Linked DNA regions of Mus musculus: regions 1, 2, 3, 5, 6 and 7 are each linked to region 4. Evidence: chromatin contacts called from public HiChIP or PLAC-seq, Micro-C and promoter capture Hi-C data. All regions are on one chromosome and are shown on one strand. Each heading gives the region's core, a stretch centred on a gene start, on an enhancer-like site or on the middle of the called end of the contact. The rest is flanking DNA. Distances are from core to core; before and after follow the strand shown.

Evidence for each region. Promoter capture Hi-C pulls out the DNA fragments that hold promoters and counts their contacts. Hi-C and Micro-C count contacts between places; a contact is called where the count stands out from the background. HiChIP or PLAC-seq counts read pairs in DNA pulled down with a chosen protein or histone mark.
Region 1: a contact with region 4 is called in an H3K27ac HiChIP or PLAC-seq map of bone marrow-derived dendritic cells, with 6 times the contacts expected there. The contact joins the promoter of Lrrc49 here to the promoter of Anp32a in region 4. A contact is called at or near these places in 1 of 39 promoter capture datasets (pre-B cells) and 3 of 115 datasets of contacts at active chromatin or transcription factors (bone marrow-derived dendritic cells, double positive thymocytes and large pre-B cells).
Region 2: a contact with region 4 is called in an H3K27ac HiChIP or PLAC-seq map of thymic regulatory T cells, with 9 times the contacts expected there. The contact joins the promoter of Map2k1 here to the promoter of Anp32a in region 4. A contact is called at or near these places in 1 of 39 promoter capture datasets (erythroid cells) and 2 of 115 datasets of contacts at active chromatin or transcription factors (pro-B cells and thymic regulatory T cells).
Region 3: a promoter capture Hi-C map of erythroid cells shows a contact between it and region 4, with 24 times the contacts expected there. The contact joins the promoter of 1110036E04Rik here to the promoter of Anp32a in region 4. A contact is called at or near these places in 1 of 39 promoter capture datasets (erythroid cells) and 2 of 115 datasets of contacts at active chromatin or transcription factors (embryonic stem cells and thymic regulatory T cells).
Region 5: a contact with region 4 is called in a Micro-C map of embryonic stem cells, with 4 times the contacts expected there. The contact joins the promoter of Smad6 here to the promoter of Anp32a in region 4. A contact is called at or near these places in 2 of 39 promoter capture datasets (the C10 cell line and pre-B cells), 4 of 484 Hi-C or Micro-C datasets (embryonic stem cells and uterus) and 2 of 115 datasets of contacts at active chromatin or transcription factors (pancreatic cancer cells and thymic regulatory T cells).
Region 6: a contact with region 4 is called in a promoter capture Hi-C map of pre-B cells, with 2.4 times the contacts expected there. The contact joins the promoter of Zwilch here to the promoter of Anp32a in region 4. A contact is called at or near these places in 3 of 39 promoter capture datasets (erythroid cells, neutrophils and pre-B cells) and 1 of 115 datasets of contacts at active chromatin or transcription factors (embryonic forebrain).
Region 7: an H3K4me3 HiChIP or PLAC-seq map of embryonic limb bud shows a contact between it and region 4, with 3 times the contacts expected there. The contact joins the promoter of Smad3 here to the promoter of Anp32a in region 4. A contact is called at or near these places in 1 of 39 promoter capture datasets (liver), 1 of 484 Hi-C or Micro-C datasets (embryonic stem cells) and 1 of 115 datasets of contacts at active chromatin or transcription factors (embryonic limb bud).

The regions. Positions count from the first base shown.
Region 1 is chr9:60,686,274-60,689,569 of GRCm38.p6, reverse strand. It overlaps Lrrc49 (leucine rich repeat containing 49), which reads left to right and starts at 1,436. Exons shown (of 17, transcript NM_145616.4): 1 at 1,436-1,758; 2 at 2,375-2,431. The coding sequence starts at 1,711.
Region 2 is chr9:64,252,021-64,255,160 of GRCm38.p6, reverse strand. Map2k1 (mitogen-activated protein kinase kinase 1) reads left to right here and starts at 1,556. Exons shown (of 11, transcript NM_008927.4): 1 at 1,556-1,948. The coding sequence starts at 1,869.
Region 3 is chr9:64,048,540-64,051,959 of GRCm38.p6, reverse strand. It overlaps 1110036E04Rik (RIKEN cDNA 1110036E04 gene), which reads right to left and starts at 2,131. Exons shown (of 3, transcript NR_040713.1): 1 at 2,065-2,131.
Region 4 is chr9:62,339,765-62,343,225 of GRCm38.p6, reverse strand. Anp32a (acidic (leucine-rich) nuclear phosphoprotein 32 family, member A) reads right to left here and starts at 1,883. Exons shown (of 7, transcript NM_009672.3): 1 at 1,672-1,883. The coding sequence starts at 1,725. Gm20346 (predicted gene, 20346) reads left to right here. Exons shown (of 2, transcript NM_001378702.1): 2 at 1,238-1,724. The coding sequence ends at 1,302.
Region 5 is chr9:64,020,490-64,023,821 of GRCm38.p6, reverse strand. It overlaps Smad6 (SMAD family member 6), which reads left to right and starts at 1,763. Exons shown (of 4, transcript NM_008542.3): 1 at 1,763-3,332. The coding sequence starts at 2,798.
Region 6 is chr9:64,171,456-64,174,511 of GRCm38.p6, reverse strand. It overlaps Zwilch (zwilch kinetochore protein), which reads left to right and starts at 1,581. Exons shown (of 19, transcript NM_026507.4): 1 at 1,581-1,694. The coding sequence starts at 1,621. It overlaps Rpl4 (ribosomal protein L4), which reads right to left and starts at 1,125. Exons shown (of 10, transcript NM_024212.4): 1 at 1,079-1,125. The coding sequence starts at 1,081.
Region 7 is chr9:63,756,426-63,759,746 of GRCm38.p6, reverse strand. Smad3 (SMAD family member 3) reads left to right here and starts at 1,753. Exons shown (of 9, transcript NM_016769.4): 1 at 1,753-2,275. The coding sequence starts at 2,070.

The DNA of each region.
Region 1 (3,296 bases), core at 187-2,686, 1.7 Mb after region 4:
GCTTTGGCTGAGATGCGATAACATCTTTCTATTACAGATGAGGAACCTGGGCATAGGAAGCATGCTTAATTATTGGCAGAACCATAACTGAAACCCATGAGTTGGCCACCAAGTTTATTCTTGTAACCACCATGATTTCATACCTTAGCTAACCTCCACACCCCACCCCCACACATAAAGATAAATATTTTAAAAAACATAATATGTAAGTCAGGGATCAGGAGAAACTATATTTGAGCTTATTGCTTTAAAAAAGGGACAGAACTTTATTGATGGTGCCAGAAAATGGGAAAAGGAATAACTATGGTTACTGCCGGGAACAGGTGAGCAGTCTCAAAAGAGAGGAATGCTGAGGAACCAAAAGATCAGCATTATGTCTATGAACTCTTCAGGACAGTGGTATTAATAGGATGGTAGGGAAAGGAGAAAAATCATGCAAGGATGTGTAAGTTGTGTTCATAATTTTGATCCAAAAATTATATGTTTACATTCCAAATGATGATAGAATATCACTAAAGGAAGGGTCTTAGGCATCCACCCAGATGTGGGAAGCAGGTTAGTATTACAGAAAGAATATTGTTCTGGTGACTGGAGGTATAATAAGAATTCCAGGCCATTGAAGAAGTTAATTTTTGGATGTGTCTCCTCACATAAAATGGATAGGTTTGGACTAGTTGAGAAATAAGGTTGCCTTCAGCCCTGTCATTCTATACAAGTCTCACAATTCAAAGTCAAAATGTCAGTTACAGACCACTTAACTTCTTGGCAACCTTTTCTCAGATTTAGAACTAAACATTCCTTCTGCACTGTCATAGAGCCACTGTTTAATCCACATAATGGTCATAGGGTGGAAGCTGGATTGTCCCAAAGAGGGCTTGGAAGTTTTTAAGAGAGCAAGTAGTGATAATTCGATGCAAGGAATATGTAATCAGTATTTGGGGGTGGGGTGGGGGCAGAAAGGTATGCAGTGAGGAGATGACTGGAAGTTTGTTTAGCTCGCCAGGAACATGAACTTGAAGGCAGCCAGTATCAGTCAAAAGAAGCTTAGGGAAGGGAAGGGGTTATTAGCAAGACTTGTCTTCAGTAGTAGCTTCACAGCTTTAGTCTTTTTTTTTTTTTTTTTTTGGACAGATCGATTGTCTGGCGCACTCCGTTCCTCTGCCCGCAGGGGCCTCAGGAAAGCTGGCTTCCCTTCACTATCTCCAGGTCGGATTGTATCCTTCCTTGTCTCGGCTTAGTGGAAGGGCCAAATTAAATGGGAAGGTTATGAGCACCTTCCTCCAGCTCTTCCCTGCGATCTTGCCAGGAAAACAGGCAGCAGCAGGCAGAGGGAATCAAACTTCCCGCGGGCAGTGTTGAGGCGGGTCCTAAAGAGGAAAGGACCGGAAGTCATGGTTGCCATAGCCACCGATGTGTCCTCCCTCTTCCTCGTCTTATCCTCCTCCGGATCCTCCCGCTGTTTTCAAGCGGCCTGGAAAAAAAAAAAAAATCCAGAACGAGGAAGTGCTGACGCACGGGGCCCCACAGATACTCCCCGAGGCTAGCCGCCCGGACGGCCCAAAGATCTAGGGCGAGGACCAGACCGGAAATGGTGGTTTCTATGGTAACCCCTGAGCGGGTTGCCTGGGAGATGACCCCTTTTGGTCTCTTTGAATCTTAGCTGTAGGATTACCTCGAAGGAGGATTGAACATCCTGGACTGTCTCCTGCCATGATTCCCGGAAAATATCGCTCCGTTTCTGGCCGAGCTGCAAATAACGTGAGTTGGGCCTTCCTGATTTTTCTTCCTTTCCGATAGTAGTCTTGTCCTCTCTGACTGGCGTCTTTGTCCTAGGTGATGGGCTGTATTACTGGGATCGGGGCGACTGAAGCTATTGTCTCATTGAGGCTAGGGTTTCCTGGGCTAGTCCAAAGCACTCTGAGAGTTTTTGAATATTGTATGATGGGTGTTTAAAATCTTGCCCAGGGCCCGAGCTCCCCAGAAGGTGGAGCTGGTTTGCTAGGCAAACACTGGGATTCCTTTAGTTATCCCCCACCCACTTCTTCCTTTTTTTCTATTGAGAAAGGAACCTGTTCTTAGACACTCCCACCTCCTTTATTCAAGCACTGACATCCTGACTGGCAACAGAAATGTCGGGGCTCCAAAGCCTGAGGTACAAGGTGGGTGAAATCCGTGCCTCCGACATTTTGAAAAATAAATTAATGAAAGCATTTGACTTGATTTTACTTGATTCCTAGACTTCAGAAAATGCTCATTTACCAGAAAAGGCAAAGAAAGATGGAATATTTGACTGTGTTCCATTTCTTATAATGTGTTTATACTATGGTGTGTATGCATTAAGAAATCATTTTATAATTTAACTTTTACATTTCAGGTGAACTGTGGACTTCATCTGGTTATTCAAACGTCGTCACTTTCTGACAAAAACAAAGTAAGATTTAAGCAGATTTGTATTTAAGTTGAAAATAAATGGTCAGATATTGTACACAAATACTTGTATATTTTATATATAGATTCTGACCTCGGGGCTGAGGGTCTCTTATTTTGGTTTTCAATGTAAAGCTGACTTTATTTTCTGTCTACTTTCATAAAGCCAAATCATCCCTCTTGTATCAATTTAGGTCATTCCATTACAAGAGCCCCTCCCCTTACATTTAAACATTTCTGGTGAAGGTATTTCTTAAAAGTGGTTGTATGGCATAATTTAATTAAGAAATGCTTTCTTCCTTAGACATAGGTAAAATGATGGTATCATTCTAATGGTAGCATCTCTGGAAGGATAAAATGGGACATTTTAGGAGGATTTCACTTTGTGATTCATTTTAAATCAGAAGAAAAACTAGCTTAGCAGAGGAAATGTTAGTGTTTTAATAACGTATTGAGTGTTAGATTCTTATTTTGTGTGTGTGTGTGTGTGTGTGTGTGTGTGTGTGTCTGTGCATCCGTCTCTGTGTCTCTCTGGAGGCCAGAGGAAGTTGTCAGATGCTCTGGAGGTGGTGTTACAGGCAGTTGTGACACCTGTCATGGGTACTAGGAACCCAACTCAGGTCCCATGGAAGAGCAGCAGTGGTCCTAACCACTGAACCCTCTTTCTACACCCAGACCATTTACTTGTAATATCTTGGTAATTTCCAAAGTCTCTGGCTTTTCATTTGGTTTTTGAGATACATTTTTTTTCTTTCTTTCCTGCCTCACTCACCTCAGCACTCACGCATGCCCACTCCCCTATGCTAGCCGTACACAATACACTTCTCCCCTTAAATAATGTGTATGCTCTCAACCGTCACAGTTCATTT
Region 2 (3,140 bases), core at 307-2,806, 1.9 Mb before region 4:
TCTTGATGCTGATAGACTAAATGGGAAGTTGGTAGACTAAACCTAGAGTCTTTAAGGGGTGGGCAAGATAGACAGTGTCTCATGTGGCCCAGGTTAGGTCTGAAACTTGCTAGGTAGAGGAGGAACTTGCTAGGTAGCCTTCTGATCCTCCTGCCTCCGTTTGGTCAGTGCATGCCCCTCAATACCTATTTATGTCCTGGTGATTAAAAAAAAAAGATTTATCTGATTTATTATTATCATCATTTTAATTTTTCTTTTTTTTAAGATTATTCATTTATTATATGTAAGTACACTGTAGCTGTCTTCAGATACTCCAGAAGAGGGAGTCAGATCTCGTTACAGATGGTTATGAGCCACCATGTGGTTGCTGGGATTTGAACTCAGGACCTTTGGAAGAGCAGTCGGGTGCTCTTACCCACTGAGCCATCTCATCAGCCATTTTAGTTTTTCACGACAGGGTTTCTCTGTGTAGTCCTGGCTGTCTTGGAACTCACTCTGTAGACCAGGTTAGTCTCCAACTAGGGATTTCCACCTGTTTCTGCCTACCGAGTGCTGGGATTAAAAGTGTGTGCCTGACTTTATTTTTAATGATGTTTGTGTGTGTTTGGGTATGTACACAAGAGTACATGTACCCTCAGAGGCCAGAGGCATGGTATCCACTACAGCTGGAAGTTACAGGTGGTTGTGAGCTGCCCAAACACGAATGCAGGGAACCCAACTAGAGTCCTGTTAAAGCAAGAAACACCCTCAACTTCTGCGCTAGCTGTCCAGGCTACTCCAAACTTGACTTTGCCAAAAGGCTTAGAAAACGAAAAAGAGGATATGAGATTGGATACATTTAGGTCGGCTGACCCCATTAATTAGACTTCAATCTGCTCTCAAAATAGGCTTCACTAATTTACCACCTCTGCAGCACGGAGTTCTCAGCTGTGTACCTCCATTTTAGTAGAATTAAAATAGAAAAATCATGTCAGTTTAGTTTAAGGAGTCTCTTGACAAGTTTTCTTTTATTTTGAGACTGGGTCTCACAATGTATCCCTGGCTGTGTAGACCAAGCTGGCTTCGAATGCGTACACATCAGCCTGCCTCTGCCTCTTGTACTGGAATTAAAAATGTGCACTCCTGGCTTTTGTTCAATTTAGTTTGCTCTTACTCAATTCCGCTTGGCCTCAGGACACGAAAAGGGGTCCTTTTCTTATTTATTTTGTACTTTTGTCTGGGTCAAAATGACCCAGCCCAAGGGAGGAGAAGAGTTGAGATAAATAGGCCAAGCAGCCCCACTCAAAGGCAAGATGACCTGCGTGCAAGAACCTCGTACAGCAGCCACCTGGATACCGCTGGTCAGCAGAGGGCGCCCGGAAAGCCTCCCTTTAACTCCGCCCCAAGCCAATGCGCCGCGCCTCCCGTGACGTATTTCCGCGTCATCTGCCTCTGAGGCTAGTCCCCATTGGCTGTCGGCGAAGCGACGGGGGCGGAGTCAGGCGGGCGTGAGGGAAGCGCTGCAGCCCCCGTGGGGGCGGGGCCTGCTCGTTTCCCCGCCCCTCCCTCACCCTCCAGTCCCTCACTGGGACGTCTGTGCGCGGCGTCTCGGAGCGCCGGAGCAGCGGTGGCCGCACTTTCTCCAAGCTGGGGCTGTAGCTGAGCTGTGGGTAGTGCGCAGGGAGCCGTCCGAGCCCGAGGAACCGGTGTGCTGAGGCGAGAGTTCCCGGCCGGCGAGCGCGCGCAGCTGGTTCTCCGCGTGGGTTGGGCGGAGGGTCCCAGGAGCGCGGCGTTGATCGAGCCGCCCCGACTCTGGGCAGAGCCGAGGGAGGAAGCGAGAAGCGGCCGCGCGCTCCCTGCTGAGTTGCAGGCTCTTTCCCGGCTGCAAGATGCCCAAGAAGAAGCCGACGCCCATCCAGCTGAACCCGGCCCCCGATGGCTCGGCGGTTAACGGGACCAGCTCGGCCGAGTGAGTACCGGGAGTGGCCGGGAGGCCGCCACCGCCAGGCGAGGCTTCGTCACGTACGGCCCGGCTGGCGGGGGGCGAGGAACTCCGGCCGCCGGGCTATCAGTGACTAAGCACTGATTGGGTGCCTGACTCACATCGACCGTGCACCCTACAAGTCCCGATCCCCCTCTTTCCCAACAGTGTCTGTCGTCCCTGGCCACCGACATCAATCTTCGCCCAAGAAAACGAAACCTAATGCGTCCCCCCCTAGCTATTGCCTAAAGGGCATACTCTGGGATTCTGGCCTGTAACAAGACGCAGAGCAAATTCAGGTCGCTTCTCATTAACCTTTGAGACCTCCTCGGGGTCTGAGTGTGGACTTGGGATGGGTGAGCCCCATTTACTTTTGGTGCCTGACACCTGTGGGGCCTTGTGGCCGGTTGATCGCCTGGCCAGCGGGGGCGTGTGTTCACAGATTTCCCCATGGCTTTTCCCTGGTTCACTTTGGGGACTCCCTCATCCGTGGCCTTTTTCTTGAGAAGTACCTTGCTCGAGGGAGGAGTCTCTCTTCATCTGTCCGTTCATGCAACAGTTCATCCCCTCACCGGTTATTCTCCCAGCTTTGCTTAGTTGACCGGGAGCCGGAAATTGACTTGAGGCATAAGAACGATGACCAGGGAAACAAAGCCAAAGGTTGCTCGGTATCTGCAGGGGCCAGTGTTGCTTACAGACAGATAAGAGTTTATTTCATAAGGTGGGTTTCTGAGCCCACCTGTTGGGTTTCTTCTTCATCTTTCCCTGAGGTCAGGAGACTTGAGAGGTATCTGATAAAATGAAAGTAGCTTCAGGCATTCTGTCCTTTGGAGATTATTGTAACCCCCCTCCCTCCTTTCCCTAGATTTTAATAACTCAGGACCTGTTGGTATGGTTACTGTCATTGATACCTGCAGTAGTATCAATGGCAGGGCTGGTAGTGGTGGATTTGTGTGAGCATAGCCAGATTATTAAGACTTGCTTCAAACACATCTTTTCTTTAGGTCCTTGACATTGCCCTTGACGTTGGATTTGTAACATATGTCTTTGAGCAGCATAATTAGCATTTGTTCAGTGTGTATGTACAGCAGTTTACCCCCTGTAAAACAGACTGCAAGTCCCCCTCCCCTCTTTCAAGGTAAGGTATTCTTCAGCAACTCTTTTCAGGACAAATATTTTT
Region 3 (3,420 bases), core at 882-3,381, 1.7 Mb before region 4:
GAGATCAGGAAGCAAGCAGCAAGTATTCATTGGGCTTTTCATACGGGGCATACGTTGGGTGAGGGTCAAGTGCAGAAGAATGCATGACCATTTGTCTTTGTGGCCATTTCTGCCTCGAAAGAGCTGAGCTCCCCATCTGATGGATGATGTCATGTAGGAGATAAAACAGCAGCGTCTGCCACAGAGGTGTAAGGACGAATCAATTGGACTGGGGAGCCAAGGACCTCAAGAGAGACACAGTAAATATGTACAGTAGCTGCATACTTTCATTAGAATTGTAATAATGAAATACTACCTATTTGGGTGGTTTAAGTAGCAATTTAAATTTCCTACAATACTAGAGGCTGAAAGCCCAAGGGCAGGGAAGCTGGTTTTCTTAGAAGCCTATTTCCCTGGCTGCAGGTAGCCAGCCTTTTGCTAGCCTTTTGCTATCCTTCCATGAGATCCTTGCTATGGGTACTCATCCCATAACTTCTCTGGTTATCTAAACTCCCTCCTGTCCAAGGACACTACTCAGTTTGAATGGGAGTCCATGATAAGGGCCTCATTTTGTCTTAATGACCGTGTGTGTGTGTCTGTCTGTCTGTGTGTGTGTGTTTTCGGGATGCACATGTGTGTACCTGTGAAAGCCAGAGGGCAAACTTGGATTTCATTCCCTGGGCTCTGTTCATCTTGTTTTCCAAAGCAGGAGTCTCTTACTGGCTAAGAACTCACTGACTGTCCGGACTGCTGGCCACAGAGCCACAGGGATCTCCCTGACTCTGCCTCTGACACTGGAGGAGTTTCATGTGTGTACCACCATGATGATGTCTGCTTCTACATGTATTCTGAGGATCAAATTCAGTTTCAAGGTACAGGCAAGACAAACACTACTAACTGAGCCACCTCCCCAGCCTCCATAACAACTTCTAAACAGCCCCTACTTCCAAGTACAGCCCAGTTCTGAAGTACTAGATGCCAGCCAGTCAGTCAACATGAACTTGGTGATGCCACAATTTTGCTTATAACAAAATCCAACGGCTATCAGTGCTCATCCCTGGGCTGAGGGGATAGACTTGGAACTTCCAGGAAGCTGGAAGCATTCCAAGAAGATTTCCTGGAAGGGAAACTTCAAATCTTGGTCAAAAGGGAATCAGAAGGAAAGACTGGAAATTCCAGGCAAATGAAACAGCAAGAACACAAGCCTGGAAACAGGACGCGTTTCAGGAAAGATAAGCTGGTGACTGTCTGGATGAGTCACGGGCAGAGTCTCCCAGAAGGTAACGTTGTGAAATGCCTTGGATGTTGGAGAGGCTCGGGGCTTGATTCTGCTTCAATAAGGACCCATTGAGAACATCTGAGCTCAAGAAAGAGGAGGGTTGTACTTTGGGCCAGAATCAGGGAAATCGCTGTGTGGAGCAGGCTTGCCATTTAGAGCATGCGACAGAGAAGCCCCTGGCTTGCTGATTACACACGGCTGGAGTCGCCACCAAGTTTTTGATTCAAAGTGCCTTGATAGCCCCTGAGCGTATTTTGGATTTTGTTTTTTGCTTTTTTTTTCCCTTCGCCCAACTTCTCAGGGCTGCTACTCTTGATGGCCCGTGAGATTTAGGAAGCACCGGAATTTTACTAGGCAGAGAGAGCAGAGTCCCGGCAGGCAGAGGTGTGGCTGCTCCTCTCCCCTCCTGACTAGGCAATCACCCTGGAGGACAGCAAGGCCAAGGCCTCAGGGGAGGTGGCGCCAGTTCTGGAGAGTCATCTTGTGTCTGGTTGCCATGGCATCCGGCACTGCATAGGAGGGCCAATCCGGCTCCCCCGCCGGAAATAGGGTGATCACCTGGCCTCCGCGCTTTCCACAGCGCCGCGGGGTTTTCTGTTTGTTTGGTTTGGTTTGGAAGCAAACACCAAATAGTTAAACTTCCCGGAGCTTGTATCCGGCAGAACAATTCTACGGAAGATACTTTCCTTTTCAAGCTGGGGGCCGTTGAGTCTAAGCTCGTCTTGGCTCCGCTTGGTTTGGCCCTTTTACTCCGGCCACGCCCACTCCAGTCCAAGCTGGCCTTCTCTGCCTTTGGCTGTGCTCACCTGCTACCTCGTGAAGAGCAAGGTCCCTGGAGTCCTGCTGCCCTTCCTGCTGGTCATGGGGAAGATCCTCAACTCCTTTGTAGTCATACCCTCACCTGAAGTTTGGGAGTAAGACACCACCTCCTCGGGTTGCTAGGAGGAGTAACTGAGGGTGAACTTGGAAATCCCCCGGATACTACAAAACAGTACAACGGGCACGTGAAGCTGCATTAACAGCTCTCATTATTTTTACCTTTGCTCTTTTGTAGTGGCTTAGTCACCGGCCTCACACGCTTTATTGATTTTTACCCACACTGGGTATGGTGGAGAACTGTGAGTTCAAGGCCAGCGTTGGCTGTGTAGTTTGAAGCCAGACTGCACTCCCTTAAGACTCAGCTTTGGGGGCGGAGCACTGGTGGCGCACGCCTTTAATCCCAGCACTTGGGAGGCAGAGTTTGAGGCCAACATGGTCTACAGAGTGAGTTCCAGGACAGCCAGGGCTACACAGAGAAAAAACAAAACAAAACAACAAACAAACAAAAAAAGACTCAGCCTTGGAAAGACATAAAACAAACAAAAAAATTCCATTACAGCTTAATTCAGAATAAAAAGAGAGAGACTATAATCCAATTTAAGAGAAATACAGTATACAGTGTCTGCTTAGCTTCAACCAGGCCCTCAAACCTTGCGTCCTGGCTTTCTAGGCCAGGATTTCTGCCTCCTACCCGTATCATCTCCTACCTAAGCACTCACAGGAAGTGAGAGATCAGGCAGAACACAAGCTGGCTCCTGCAGTAAACGGCTTCAAAAACTCCTTCTCTCTCATAAAATCCAGATGCATGCTTTCATGCTCAGGACTTTTACGCCCGACCTACACTGCCGCTTCCTGTTTAGTGTCTGCCACCAAGACTAAGGTGTCCCCTGGAATTTCTTAACCATTCCATGCTCTTTATATATGTCAGTCTCTCTGCTTGGGATCCTCTAAGCTCCATTTTTCTTTTTGTTGTTGTTTTGTTTTTTTTTTTCTTCCTCACTTTAAGAGAGATACCATCAAGACTGTAGTGTCCCACTGGGATTTCAATGTGAGTGTGTGTGTGTGTGTGTGTGTGTGTGTGTGTGTGTAAGCACTTAAACACTCAGTATGTAAGCTGTGAAGGCTCCGAGGAAGGCTATGGAGGCAACCAATGGGGCCTTTCTGCAGAGAAACTCTGTGAAGCATTACTTCCTTGGCTGCCCAGGTTCCTGTTCACACTGCGTCTACTCTGCCTCTTTTCTCCCCGGGTCACATCTCTTACTGAGCTCCCCAGGAAGAGCGGCTCTTCCCAGGGACTTCGTGGCCCATCCAAGCTAGCCAGGCCCGGCTCTACTTAGCTTCTG
Region 4 (3,461 bases), core at 634-3,133:
ACTCAGGTTTAGAAGGAGGAATTAGGAGAAAAGAGGAAATGAGGCCTGCCTTTGTCAGGATTCGAGGGGTCAAGTGGCTGGAGGGGCGACAGGTCAGCACAACGTGCTACGCGAGCCCCCAACTCGCCCGAGCCCCAGACCCTCAGGCTAGACCCGAGATCTTTCCCGCCCGCGAGCTCCTGCTCCCTACTACCGAGCCTAGAGGGGAAGTTGGCTAGGGTTTCCACCGCAGACCCTAAGGTCTCTCGAATGGGTCAACTCGCAGACAACACGAGTGCGTGAAAGCGAGAGGGAGACAAAAATAAACAGTAGCTTTCGAGTCACCCACCAACCCTCACTTCCCCTTGCAGTGGGCTCGCGCCCAGCCTCCCTGTTCCCACCGGTGTAAGTTTCCTCCTGCCATACTCCCGCCGCTGCCCAATCCATAACGGCTACGGCCAGACGAACTGCCCATCCCAGAGCTGCGTGCCTGCCGTGCCCGCAAGAATGTAGACTGGGTCGGTCCCCACAGCGGCACTAGCTCTGGGCAGCTCGGGTTCTGATAAAGTTTCTCGTGCCCATTTATTAACCAAGCGCCGAATGGCTGCCAGGGAGCCCACCCCAGGAGAAGCAAGGACCGGGAAGGTGGGGTGTCTGCTGCCGATGAGGCGTCAGGGTGCCAAGGCTGGCATCTGGGGAGGGAGCCGGGGGCCAGAACGGGACGCAGCCTCCGGGCAACTTACATTAGCGACGCTCGTGGTTGGGGAGGCGCGAGGATTATCTGAGCATTTGCACACTTCACAATCCCTCCCCCTTAACCTAAGGTACCCCCCCTCCCTTTCCGCGAGGAAGAAGGGAGAAAAGACAGCATCTGGCCCAAAGGTGGGGTGGAAAGAGTGAGAGAGAAAGGAGAAGGAAGGCAGACAGAGAAAGGGAGGGAGGGAGAGAAAGGGCGCGTTCACGAACACGACAAAGTTACAAATATGGCTCCCCACCTCTCGCCTCATCCCCGCAGAGAAACGAAGACGCGCTTTAAACTCGAGCCATCTCCCAACTCCGCAGCAGTCGGGTCCCCACGCGCTCTCCCCGGGGTCCTCGGGCTACATTGATCAGAAACTATACCGGACTCGCGAAGCCCAAAACTTATTGTGTGCGAGCGAGCGAAAGAGACTGCAAAGGGAGGGGGCAGGCGCGGGAGGGGGCGGAAAGGGGGTTACGCTTCTAAAATATAACAACCCCTTTTTGTTGTTTAATCCAGGAGGCAGCCCATCTTCTCCTCCCCTCGATCATCTTTTCCATCCAGATGCAAGTCGTGGGAGCTGAGAGCTCGGACGAGGGTGAAATTGCCGCCTTCCCTCCGACCCGAACGCGTGCGCCCCGCCGGCCCCCCGCTGGGTGCACACTCGCACGCACACCCTCGCACCCATACCCGCACACGCGGGAGCACACGCACAGGTAGTCAGTCACACACCAAGGGCAGCAGCGACGGCGGACGAAACATGCTCCGGTGGCATTGCAACCCCCCCCACCCCCGCCATCCAACCTTGCAATTCATTTGCAGTCAGACCCCAAACCCCACACCTTCCCCGGAGCCCCCCTCCATAAAAAAGTGCCTTCCCCCCAAAACACACACGCACACATAACACAAAGTAGGAGAATGGACCGACAGAGATATTTTTGGCAAATGCTCACATCAGAGGGCGTCCTGTTCCGCAGCTCTAAATAAATCCGTTTGTCCATCTCCATCTCTCGCGCTCTCTCTTTCTGCAGAGGATCCTGCGCCAGCGGAATTCAATCAATAAACCCCGAACCCACGGCCGCGCGTTTTAGGACTTTGAAGGCTCAACCAGCTCCGCTCGGTTCTCGAGCCCCCAGCACCCGCGGCGCACACTAACCTGATCGCCGTAGAGGCGGGACCTGCGGCTCCTTGCGTGGAGCGGCGGCAACAAGAGCCAATCAAATGGCGAGGCTTCGGACGCCAGCCAATAGTGGTGGTGGCGGCGGGGGGCAGGGTCCAATGGGCATCCTGCGCAGCGGGCCAGGGAGGCTCAGCCATTTGGCTGTGGTGCCGGAGACGGACCCCTTTAGATACCGGGGCCGCCGAAGAGGAGCGCGGCTGCACCTTGGTGGTTGCGCGCTGGGGGCGGGAGGGAAGGCAGGGCAGGTGCGTGGACCTGAAGGTTCGTGGCCGGGGGCGGGGCCGCAGGTGCGTGGACACGGGAGGGGCGGGGTCCTTGCGGGGGCATCCTCTGGGTGCTGGGCGGGCGGACGAGGCCTGGGGCGCGCGGGCACAAGGCAGGCCCAAGGAGGGCGCGCATTTTTGGAGCGCACGAAGGACAAATCCCACCACACACACACACACCCCGGGATGCCCACTTGGCACAACCCCTCCGACCGGTCTGCTCCCATCTCCGCAATTAAATAATCAAGTCTTAAGTGCATGACGCTCCCACATCCAAAGGAGCGAGGGCGCGATCTCGACCCCAGAGGCTTGGCAATCTGATGCCCTGTCTTAAAAGAAGCAATTCCCCGAGAGTCATCGGGGGGATCTTGTATAGGGCAATTAATGAATGGAAAGGCCGCAGATGGAGAACTGTATAAAATATTAAAAAGTGGAAAAGGAAGGTGCTGGGAACTGCCGATTCTCAGAGCCGAACATAATTGACGGGCTTTATAGGATTTTTTGAGAGAGAGCGTTGCACGTTTCATTCTAATCGTTTGGTTGGATCTGCATTGCCAAAGAGTCGCTAACTGGGGGCACTTACGCCAGGTCTTACAGTTGCTTTGGGTTTTGTTTTTGTTCGACCACGTTACGTTTTTTAAGAAACCTTTACAGCCCTGGTTCCCATTGGGTTACCAGCTTCCTATGGGCAGCCCTCGGACCTCATGGTACTATGTGGATGTCCGGCTGTGAACAAATTACGGGATACATGTTTAATTTTATTCACACAACTTTATCATAGTGTCTTTTCCTATGTGTCTTCATCTACACGCTTCTGCAAACACCCCCAAAGTAATTCTTTTTTTGAGACATTAGAACTAAGTATTTTATTTAGTTAGTTCTTTTAGATCAAACAAATGGATTTGAAAGCTGATAAATGTTTATTCTAAGTAGCTGGAAGTACAAAATAAAACCATTTCGTCTGGGTAAATATGTAATTTCTTTACGTTGTTCATTTGACATTTCTTATCCTTAGATTTTTGTTAATTTTTACAAAGGCTGTATATCTGGAATGTTTCAATTGTATTGTTTCCTTTTAAAAACACAAAGAACTCCAAATTATCTCTTTGCCAATGTATCAGCTCATGTTTCTGGATAAGGTTTTTAAAGCAATAATAGTTTTTCATTACAAATATTTTAAGAAGGTGTAGTGTACAAAATCTGTTATAGCAGAAGTCTTGAAGTTCTTGTTCTTTTGGATGGTAAATGCTCGCTTGCTTCTTAAACACTGAAGTTGAGGACCTGCTATCAGCAGTGTTGT
Region 5 (3,332 bases), core at 514-3,013, 1.7 Mb before region 4:
GCAACAAAATCTTCGTAAGAGAGAACATAATTGGCTTCTCTTTGTATTTATTATTTTATTTTGGGAGACTTTCGGAGACAGGGTCTTACGCAGGCCCAGGCTGGCTTCCAGGTCTCTGTGTAGCCCAGGAGAGCACTGAACTCCTGATTCTCTTTCCTCTACCTCCCAAGTGCTGTACTCATGGGTGTGCACAATCCTGTAGGCTCTCTTTGCGTTTTAGGATCATCAACTTCTTCAGGGATGAACGGAAGCTAAAAGACAAGTTTGTGTGGGCGCTTCTTGCCCACTTTTGATGTATGCACTTATTAGTAAGGATTTCCTAGAATCTTGAGAAACCAAGGCCAGGACAGCTACTCATATTCACCTTGGCCAAAATAGTGAAGGGTGGGTGTGACAATCGGCCCTGCAGCACTGGAGTACCTGGCTCCAGGTAAGACTCAGGGAAGTAGTCTGTATCTTTCCTACACACACGACCCTTCCCCCAGCGCACTTCCAGACCCGTTCCTGGACTTGCACACCACCTTCGCTACAGCAGTCCAGAGCACAGGTATCCTAAAGGGGATCACAAGTCCGCGCCCCATCCTCCCCACTCCGCCTCCCGCGGGGTGCGGCGTCAAGCCCCAGGCCAATGAGAGTAGCGGAATTTCTTTCATTGAGCTCGGGGCCCCGCTCCTGCCCGGAAAGGGGCGTGGTGCTGCGCCGGGGGTGGGGCCGCGGCGCGCCAGGGGAGGGCGGGGCCGGCCCTGCGGCTGGGCCAATCGGCGCCACGCCCGGGAGGGGGAGGGGGAACCAGGCCTTTTTTCCCCTCCGCGCGGGGCCAATCCTGACTTTACAAGCTTGAACTTTTGCCACCCTCGGACTAGCAAGCACGCCCGAGGAGGTACCCCGCCGCGCCGGCTCCAGGGCAGGAGCGGCCTTAACCCTTCCCATGCCGGGTCCCCAAGTCTGTCCCCAACTTGCCCCCGTTTTTATAGTGAAACATAACTGGGGAAAGCACGCCCCTCTATCACTCTCGAAGGGGCATAAGGTAAATCCTCGAAGGGAGAAGAAAGCGCCTGGCCTTGAGAGGAGCCTAGGACGCCAGGAGGGAGAGCCGGGGCGACCAGGAGGAGCCATCCAAGAGCACTCCTGCCTCTACCCCACCCTGTCCAAGTCCCCACCTCGGGCTATCCTGGAGCTCCCTCGATCACCCGCCCCCCAGTGTAGCCTAGGCGGAGAGACCCCTAATTTTGGGCAGGGGGTGCGTGGAGCCTTCATAGGACACGGAAGAAACCCGCTATCCCAACTTCGCCGCCGCCCCCCAACTCCCCAGAGACGGAGGGCAGGAAGGCGCACACACACGCCCATTTTTATTAGCCCGCGCTGAGGCTGGGGGTTTGGACTGACTCTAAAGTGCTATGCGCGTTTGCAAGTTTGGGCACAAGCCAGAGAGAGGCAAAGGGCCGCCTCGGAGTCCGGGTCGCGGTGGGTTCACCCAGCAGAGCTGGGCATCAGGGTGTGAGTGTTTGTTAGCGCGTGTGCGGGACGGCTGGTATCCGTGCCCAAGGCACGACGTGAGCTTGAGAGTGAGTCGCGGGCACTGTCAGCCTCGGGGCGGGGGTGCTGGGGCGGGCGAGGGGCGGGGGCCCGCGTTCGGCCCGCCCCGGGAACCAGCCCCCTCGGAGCCTCGGGCTCAGCAATGGGACGTGTTCTCCTTTAAGAGTTAAGAAACTTGAAACCTTGTTTGCGCAACAATCAGCGCCGCGGAGCCGCCAAAGTGTCTAGACTGGCATATGATGGGAGGCAGCCAATGACTCCGCGGCGCTCCTCCGGGGGCCCTCAGTGTGCGTTTGAGGAGAACAAAAAAGAGAGAGAGCGCCGAGAGGGGGAACGAGCGAGGGAGCTGAGTCCAGAGAAAGAGCCGCCGGGCGCTGCCTCGCCAAACCTCGCTGGGACCGCGGGGCCACCAGGAGGCACTTTGGTGAAGGGGGGGGGGGGCGACCTCGGCAGCCGCGGCGCCCGAAGCGACCCAGCGCAGCGTGGGGCGGGCTGCGACCTCTGCTTCGGTGGATTGCATTTTTAATTAAGGATTCCTAGCAGCTCTTTGGGATTTTTTTTTTCCGGCTTCCACTCATGTGTTGACACCCGCGTTCAGGAGAGACTTGCCCCAAGTGCACCGAGCGCCCGGGACCTGAGACGGAATTGCTTTTCGTGCGTGCAAAATCCAAGCATTTTGAGTTTTGTTTGGGACCTTTTTCTTGCTTTGCTTTTATTTCTATTTTTATTTTGTTGCAGGGATATGGGAGTTATCCACAAGCCTTAGTTTCGGATCCTGCAGGGAAAGCCCATGTAGCATAGCTTGGCTTTTGAAGGCAGAGTTGTGCAGACACATTTGGGGGCACGACGCAAGCGCTTTGTGCTCGTGTACCAGCCGCGCAACTTTTGAAGGCTCGCCGGCCCATGCAGGGTGTCTCTAGCATCGTTTCGCTGGTGGCTTCCCTAAGGCTCCAAAGCAGCTGGAGTTGAGCGGTCCCGGCCCATCGTGATCCATGTAGCCCGCTGGTCCCTCGCGGACTGAGGCTCAACACGCGCGTGTTCCCGGCCCGGCCCGGCCCGGCTTGGCCCGGCGCGAGCTCCCTCATGTTGCAGCCCTGCGGTGCCCCTTCGACGACAGGCTGTGCGCGGTCTGCACGGCGCCCCGCGGCAGAGCTTCATGTGGGGCTGCGGCCCGCTCAGCCGGCGCCTCGTTGAGGGAACGGACCCCCGGTAACCGGAGACCGCCTCCCCTCCCACCACCCCAGGCGCCAAAGGGTATCGTATGTTCAGGTCTAAACGTTCGGGGCTGGTGCGGCGACTTTGGCGAAGTCGTGTGGTCCCTGATCGGGAGGAAGGCAGCGGCGGCGGCGGTGGTGTCGACGAGGATGGGAGCCTGGGCAGCCGAGCTGAGCCTGCCCCGCGGGCACGAGAGGGCGGAGGCTGCAGCCGCTCCGAAGTCCGCTCGGTAGCCCCGCGGCGGCCCCGGGACGCGGTGGGACCGCGAGGCGCCGCGATCGCGGGCAGGCGCCGGCGCACAGGGGGCCTCCCGAGGCCCGTGTCGGAGTCGGGGGCCGGGGCTGGGGGCTCCCCGCTGGATGTGGCGGAGCCTGGAGGCCCAGGCTGGCTGCCTGAGAGTGACTGCGAGACGGTGACCTGCTGTCTCTTCTCCGAACGGGACGCAGCAGGCGCGCCCCGGGACTCTGGCGATCCCCAAGCCAGACAGTCCCCGGAGCCGGAGGAGGGCGGCGGGCCTCGGAGTCGCGAAGCCCGCTCGCGACTGCTGCTTCTGGAGCAGGAGCTCAAGACGGTCACGTACT
Region 6 (3,056 bases), core at 332-2,831, 1.8 Mb before region 4:
AGTCCCAATATTTGAGGCCATATACAGGCCAATCTGTGGAATCAGTTTGAGGCAAGTATTGCTTTGCAGGAGACCCCAAATTCAAGCAACACAGTAAACCACCACTGGGTTTATCATTTCAATAGTTTTACAGCAAAAGGACAACCTGAAAATCTATCAATTTTAATGAGAAACAAACTTGGAAGCAACATTATAAAAACTGTTCATAGATACTGTTTAATGAGGACATGTTAAATTAATTCTACCCTCACCAACTTCAGCAAAGCTGGCCTGCTCATTTATCCAATGTTCCAGACCCCTTCAAATTCAGAAACGTTTTGATACTCTGAAAGACTCTTAACTGAGGATTCCACCAGCACTTAGGTCTGACCTATTTCCCATGTGCCCTTCCAGATACTATACCATCTCTTCTACTATACCCCCCTTTAAGTCGTCTCACAATAGGACAACCTATCTAGTCGGTTTAACGATGAATCTAACAGTCTCCAAATTACTGTGGTCAGAACAACCTTAATCCATCTACAGATAAACATTCGTGGTAAAACAATATACTAATTACTACTGAAAACTCGCTTAAGATTCAAAGGTCTAGATTACATCATATAAAGTAACGAAGACATGCATTTCCAGAAATTGTCTTAAAGAGGTGAAGGCAATCTTCCTGGAAAGCATAAATTCAGATATCCTTCAGCCCTTTTCTTTGAAGACAATTTCTCCGGACTGAAAGCACATGACCCGCCACGGCCTGTGCGGAGTTGTCATCGGACGATCTCGAACCCCTGACAAGTCTCTGGCATCAAAACGCTCGGCTTCCAGCAACCCTGCTTAGAACTAAGCAAAGCTTAGAACTAAGAAAAGCTAAGATCCCAAAGGTTCCTCTACCATCCACCTGGCGCTGTTGCCCACGTTGCCTCTAAGATGGCTGCCTCAGCGCCCACAACTCAGCTCCGGCCAGAAAAGGTGCTAGGTTTCCTTTCCCTCGTCTCCTCTCTGCAGATTCCATGTTCTGAACCTTCGCCCTCCTCTATAGCCGCCCCCCAGACCAGGGGGAAGCCCAGTGTAGAAGACCTCCACTCACCATGACGGGGAGAGGAGAAGGCCACGCTCCTCTCTACCCGGCTGCTCCCACAGGAAAAGGAAAGACTTGTCACTTGTACTCTATATATCCTTCCACTCGTCTTCCGCATCCTGCCCCTTATCAAAATCAAATTAGAGACACGATCTATCTTTCTGCTACATGTAAAAATTTCAAAAGGTAATATTATTGCGTGACGTGTGTTAAAATTATGTATTCATTTTTTTTAAAGTTAAAAAGAGTGATTAGAAAGGAGGGACTCTTTTTCGCGGAATAATTCGTAACTCGTCACAACTCTCGCGAGAATTATCTTTCTCCTCATCCCGCCCACCCTCATCATAACATCTCTTTTAGTCCATTTTTTCCCCCCTAACAGAAATGGGAGACTTTTGGAATAGTAAATTGAGGGGATGCTCTACTAAATTAAAGCAATGTGTTAGCGTTGAGTACAAACCGAACTTAAAGCGTGAAGTAGTTCCGGCGGGGCGGGGTCATGGCCTCTGACGTCATTGTCTGGGCGCGCAGTTCAGTTTAACTTCTTAGCAATGGACGGAGGCCACGGCGGTATGTGGTCGCGAATGAACCGCGCGGCGGAGGAGTTTTATGCTCGTCTCCGGCAGTGAGTTGTGGTTGGGGAATGGGATGGTACTTGTCCCTCCCCTGCCGGTGGTGTTTGCCACAGCTGGCTGCCGGCTTTCCTGGACCTGGGATGTGAGAGGCAGCCAGGGCTCTGCGGAGGCCTAGGCTACTGCCGGCCTCCGGAGAAAACACCCGAGCTTACCCAAGGGAGGCAAGATGGCAAAGCAGTGTACGGATTGGACTGATGTACACGCTTCTAAGTAGAGGCTCCTGGGACACAGAGAGCTAGATGTCATCGGGCCTCAAGCTCAGAAACGGACAGAATCCGCATCGACCCTCCTCGGCAGCCTCCTGATGCCGAGATGAGAGGCGTGAGCCGTGCCACAAATTCACTGTGTTCCCTCAGTGAAATTCTGTCAACTTCTACATCCTGTGTGAAAATCTAAGTCAGCGACTCACATCAGAATCACCCACAGGGTTGCCAAAATATACATTGACTGGCTCAGCCTCTGAGATTTTTGATTTCGTAGGCCTGATGTGAAGACAAAAAACTTTAATTCTAGGTGCAAGGTGTTGCTAGTTGGGTATAGCCCATTAGTCTCTAAATGCTATCATTTTTAACTGCCATTATTGCCCCTCCTGTTTACAAAAGCAGTAATAATTTTTCACTACTACAGGAAAAGAACTAATGTGCTTTTGTTTTTTAAGATAGTTTCAGAGCCCGGCGTGGTGGCGCACGCCTTTAATCCCAGCACTCGGGAGGCAGAGGCAGGCGAAGTTCGAGGCCAGCCTGGTCTAGAGAGTGAGTTCCAGGACAGCCAGAGCTATACAGAGAAACCCTGTCTCGAAAAATCAAAAAAAAAAAAAAAAAAAAAAAAAATAGTGTCTCTGTGTAACCCTGTCTGTCTTGGAACTCAATCTGTAGAGTAGGCTGGCCTGGAACTCAGAGATCCGGCCGCCTCAGCCCTCAGAGTGCTGGGGGTCAAAGGCGGGAGCCACCACTGCCCAGCTAAAACTAGTGGGTTTTAGTGGTTGGGTTTTTGTTGTTGTGTTGTGTTTGTTTTTTTTTGTTTTTTTTTTTTTTGAGACAGGGTTTCTCTGTGTAGCACTGGTTGTCCTGGAACTCACTCTGTAGACCAGGCTGGCCTTGAACTCAGAAATTCACCTGCCTCTGCCTCCCTAGTGCTACGAATAAAAGCATGAGCCACCACGCCCAACAAAACTGATGTTTTTAAAGAAGCTAATGTCTTTGAGCTCAGGAACTTGAGTTGTTTTTAACTGTTGTGGTATTTTGCCATGGTGTTAAGTACTTTATTGTTTTAAACCCAAGATCTCTGAGTTTGGACTTGTAAACATCGTGGCCCGGTGTCCAATGTGCTGTCCTTACAGGCATGTACCATTA
Region 7 (3,321 bases), core at 504-3,003, 1.4 Mb before region 4:
GGGTTTAAATCCTGGCTCTGACCCTTGGTGCTGTGCCTCTCAGGCTTTTAACGGCAGTGATTGGTATCTGTTTGAACACAGCAGTGAAGACTGCCCACCTTTAATGCCAAGTAAGGCACAGGCAGGCAGATCTCTGTTCGAGGCCAGCTTTGCTCTGGTCTATAGAGCGAGTTTTAGGACAGTCAGAGCTACACAGAGAAACCCTGTCTTGAAACAAAACAAAAAGGACCTCCTTCCTTATAGTCTCTAGCAGCAAGTGGAAGGGAGGCTGCAGCCACCATCTAACTGGTTTGCAGGAACCGGCTTGCTGAGGTCTACTGAGCCTCAGGGGTCTTCCTTTCAGGACTTACCAGGGAGGTGGAAGGAGGGAAACCACAACCCCTGACAAGCTGCCGCTGGCGGTTGGTGGTGGGGCAGCCTCGAGGACAGAGCAGGGGGCCCCTGAAGCTTCAGGGCTGACTCTGTGGGACGAGCCACACTTCATAGGGCTTCGTAAAGCGCACCGGATCTTGGTTTGCAAATAACTTGTTTCTCACCACGGGAGAGAAATAGGTGTGTGTGTGTTCGCGCGTGCGCAAAACCAAGCACACTCTAAGCATCTGGGCTAGCCTGATAGGGAGGCTGAAACAGGATAAAGGAGCAGAGGGTCTAATGTAACGCCCCAAATCCGTGGAGGGACCGTGGGCAACCAGCCCTGAATTCGTCTAGTCTGCAGTAAAGCCCCTAGGGCTACTCAAAGTCAGGTTCTCTTGGCTTCCCACCTAGGCTAACTTTGAATAAACTTCTCGAGTCCTCTCCGGCTTGCTCTTTGTGTGTGCGAGTTCATTGCTTTGTAAACAAAAGCTCTCTTACTTGTTTGGTGTCGAATTTCGGAACTTCAGTAACACCCTGAAATGTTAATTCTCTCCCCTCCTCCAAAGAAAAATCCTAAAGCACCCCCATTCATTCCTTCAGGAACGCAACAGATGTCTTTGAGGCCCGTTTTCTGCAAAAAGCTTGGTTCACTGGGCCCAAGGGACCCCTGGCTCCAGCTATTGTTCAAGTTGTCACTGAGGTCTCTTAACTCCTTTTAAGTCTCCCTCTCCCCTTTTCCAACTCCCTCCTCCGCAGTCTCAGGCAGTCGGCCGTTCTGATCTCACCCAGCAGGAAAACAAAAACAAAACAAAAAACCACCTAAAGCAGCTCTGGCCACTGAGCGAGATCAGCGTGCCCCAACTTCCTGGGCCCGGAGCTTTTCTGAACCCCTCACCGCGCCCGAGTCCTCTCCGGAGTGCAGCCAGCCCTTGACGGACAGTGCCTGTTCCCTGTGAGTCTAATCCTCTCTAGTTCCTGCAACGGTATCTGAGAGTCTGTGGGGCGGCGAGTCCCCAGGAGTCCGGTCCCTCGGCACTTGGCAGAGCTGGCGGCCGCCCTACCCGGTGGCCCACGTGGGCGCGCTTGGCGGCGCTGGGCGGGGAAGGCCGCGGGTCCTCCCCGGAGCAGGGCGCGGGGGAGGAGCGGGGAGCCCCGGCAGCGAGGGGGCGGCGACTGCGCTGGGAAGGAGGCTGCACGCGGAGCTGCGTGAAACGTAGACTTGGGAGCGGGCGGGAGAGGAGCGGGTAGCGCGGCTGCTCGGCCCTGGCTGGCCCTGCAAGGCGGCGATCGCAGAGGAGGAGGAGGAGGAGGAGCAGCGCTGCAGAGGCGGAGGGATCTGCGCACCAAAGCCATCCAGGCCAGCAAAGTTTGGCTGGGGGTTGGACTTTCCTTCCCGGAGGCGGCACCCAAACAGCTACCCCGTGCGGAAACCCAAACTTTCTACTGCCACTTGGAGTCTCGCGGCCGCCGCCTCCGCCCCGCGCGTCCGGGGCCTGCCCGTCAGTCCGTCGGTCCGCGTGGAGCAGCTCGGGCGCCGCCGTGCTCCCGATCCCCGCAGCTGCAGCGCCGCAGTCCTGGCCCGGACGCCCGGGCAAGTTCTCCAGAGTTAAAAGCGAAGTTCGGGCGAGGCGCGGGCCGAGCTGCCTCTGAGCGCCCCCGGCGTCCCCAGTGCGCCCAGCCCCGCCGGGGGCGCCGGTGACCCTTCGGTGCCAGCCATGTCGTCCATCCTGCCCTTCACCCCCCCGATCGTGAAGCGCCTGCTGGGTTGGAAGAAGGGCGAGCAGAACGGGCAGGAGGAGAAGTGGTGCGAGAAGGCGGTCAAGAGCTTGGTGAAGAAGCTCAAGAAGACGGGGCAGTTGGACGAGCTGGAGAAGGCCATCACCACGCAGAACGTGAACACCAAGTGCATTACCATCCCCAGGTGGGGTCCCAGAGCGGCTGGGGGCGCACTGGCCCAGCCCCCTAGCGCGGCCCGGGTGGAGAGGGAGGGCGTGTGCGCGTGTGTGCGCGCGCCTGTAGGGGACGGGGAGTGGGTGGAGGGACCCCAAACAAAACCTTCGGATTTGCCTAGCCTCAGAGACCTGGCTTCCGTGCAGCATTTTGGCTTCTAGACCTCAAGGGTCGCCAGCTGCTTCCGGGCAGCAGGGGTGTTTCTGAGCTTGGCCCCCCAACTCTCGGGGCTTCGGGCTCCAAGTGGAGGCCCCGCTTTGTTCGGCTCTGCCGGCCGAGCCCCTCCTCCTCCGCCGCCTCCCGCCCCGCGCTCGTGGAGGTGGTGGCGTGTGTCCCTTTCTTTTCTTCAGCTCTGTTCCCCCACTTCTTTTCCTCGTCTACAGGAATGCAGTCGGTACAGCTGTGGGTGAGGAGCGGGAGCCCGTTGATTGACAGATTCCTTCTTCGCTCTTTCTTTGCTTTGGGATTAGCATTTTTACTGAGTATTTTTAGATTTGGTTGTGCCAGCCTCCCGCCCCCTGTGCACGCATGCACGCACGCACTTAGTTGGAGAGCAGAGCACCGACTTTGAAGCGGGAGAAACAAGTGGCAGAAAGTAGGGGCTTTCCCTCTTTCCACCCCACCCCTGCTGATTTGCGATCTTTTTAATCCAGAGTATGCGGGTGCCTAGAATGGAGCAGGCAGCTCCAGGCAGATAACAAAACACCCCAGGGCTGGCCTCCCATCGGCCCTGCATTCCTGTAGAGCCTATTTTCCCAAAGCGCTTTGCCATCTGTCCTGACCTCCTTTATCCTTCCCATCGGGCTAGAGGAGTCCGGCGGGAGCTCACAGATGGCTGATGGAAGGGGTCAGTGACTTCACTCCCAAGGCCTTCTAGAGCATACCCGCGTCTGGGCAATGCGGTGAGAGCACTTTAGTCTTCTGGTTTTGTTTCTTCTCAAACACCTTTAAAGACTGATTCCAGATGAGGGGCAGGTGGGGATGTTTGGGGGGGGGCGGGGGCGTTCTGCCTGCAGA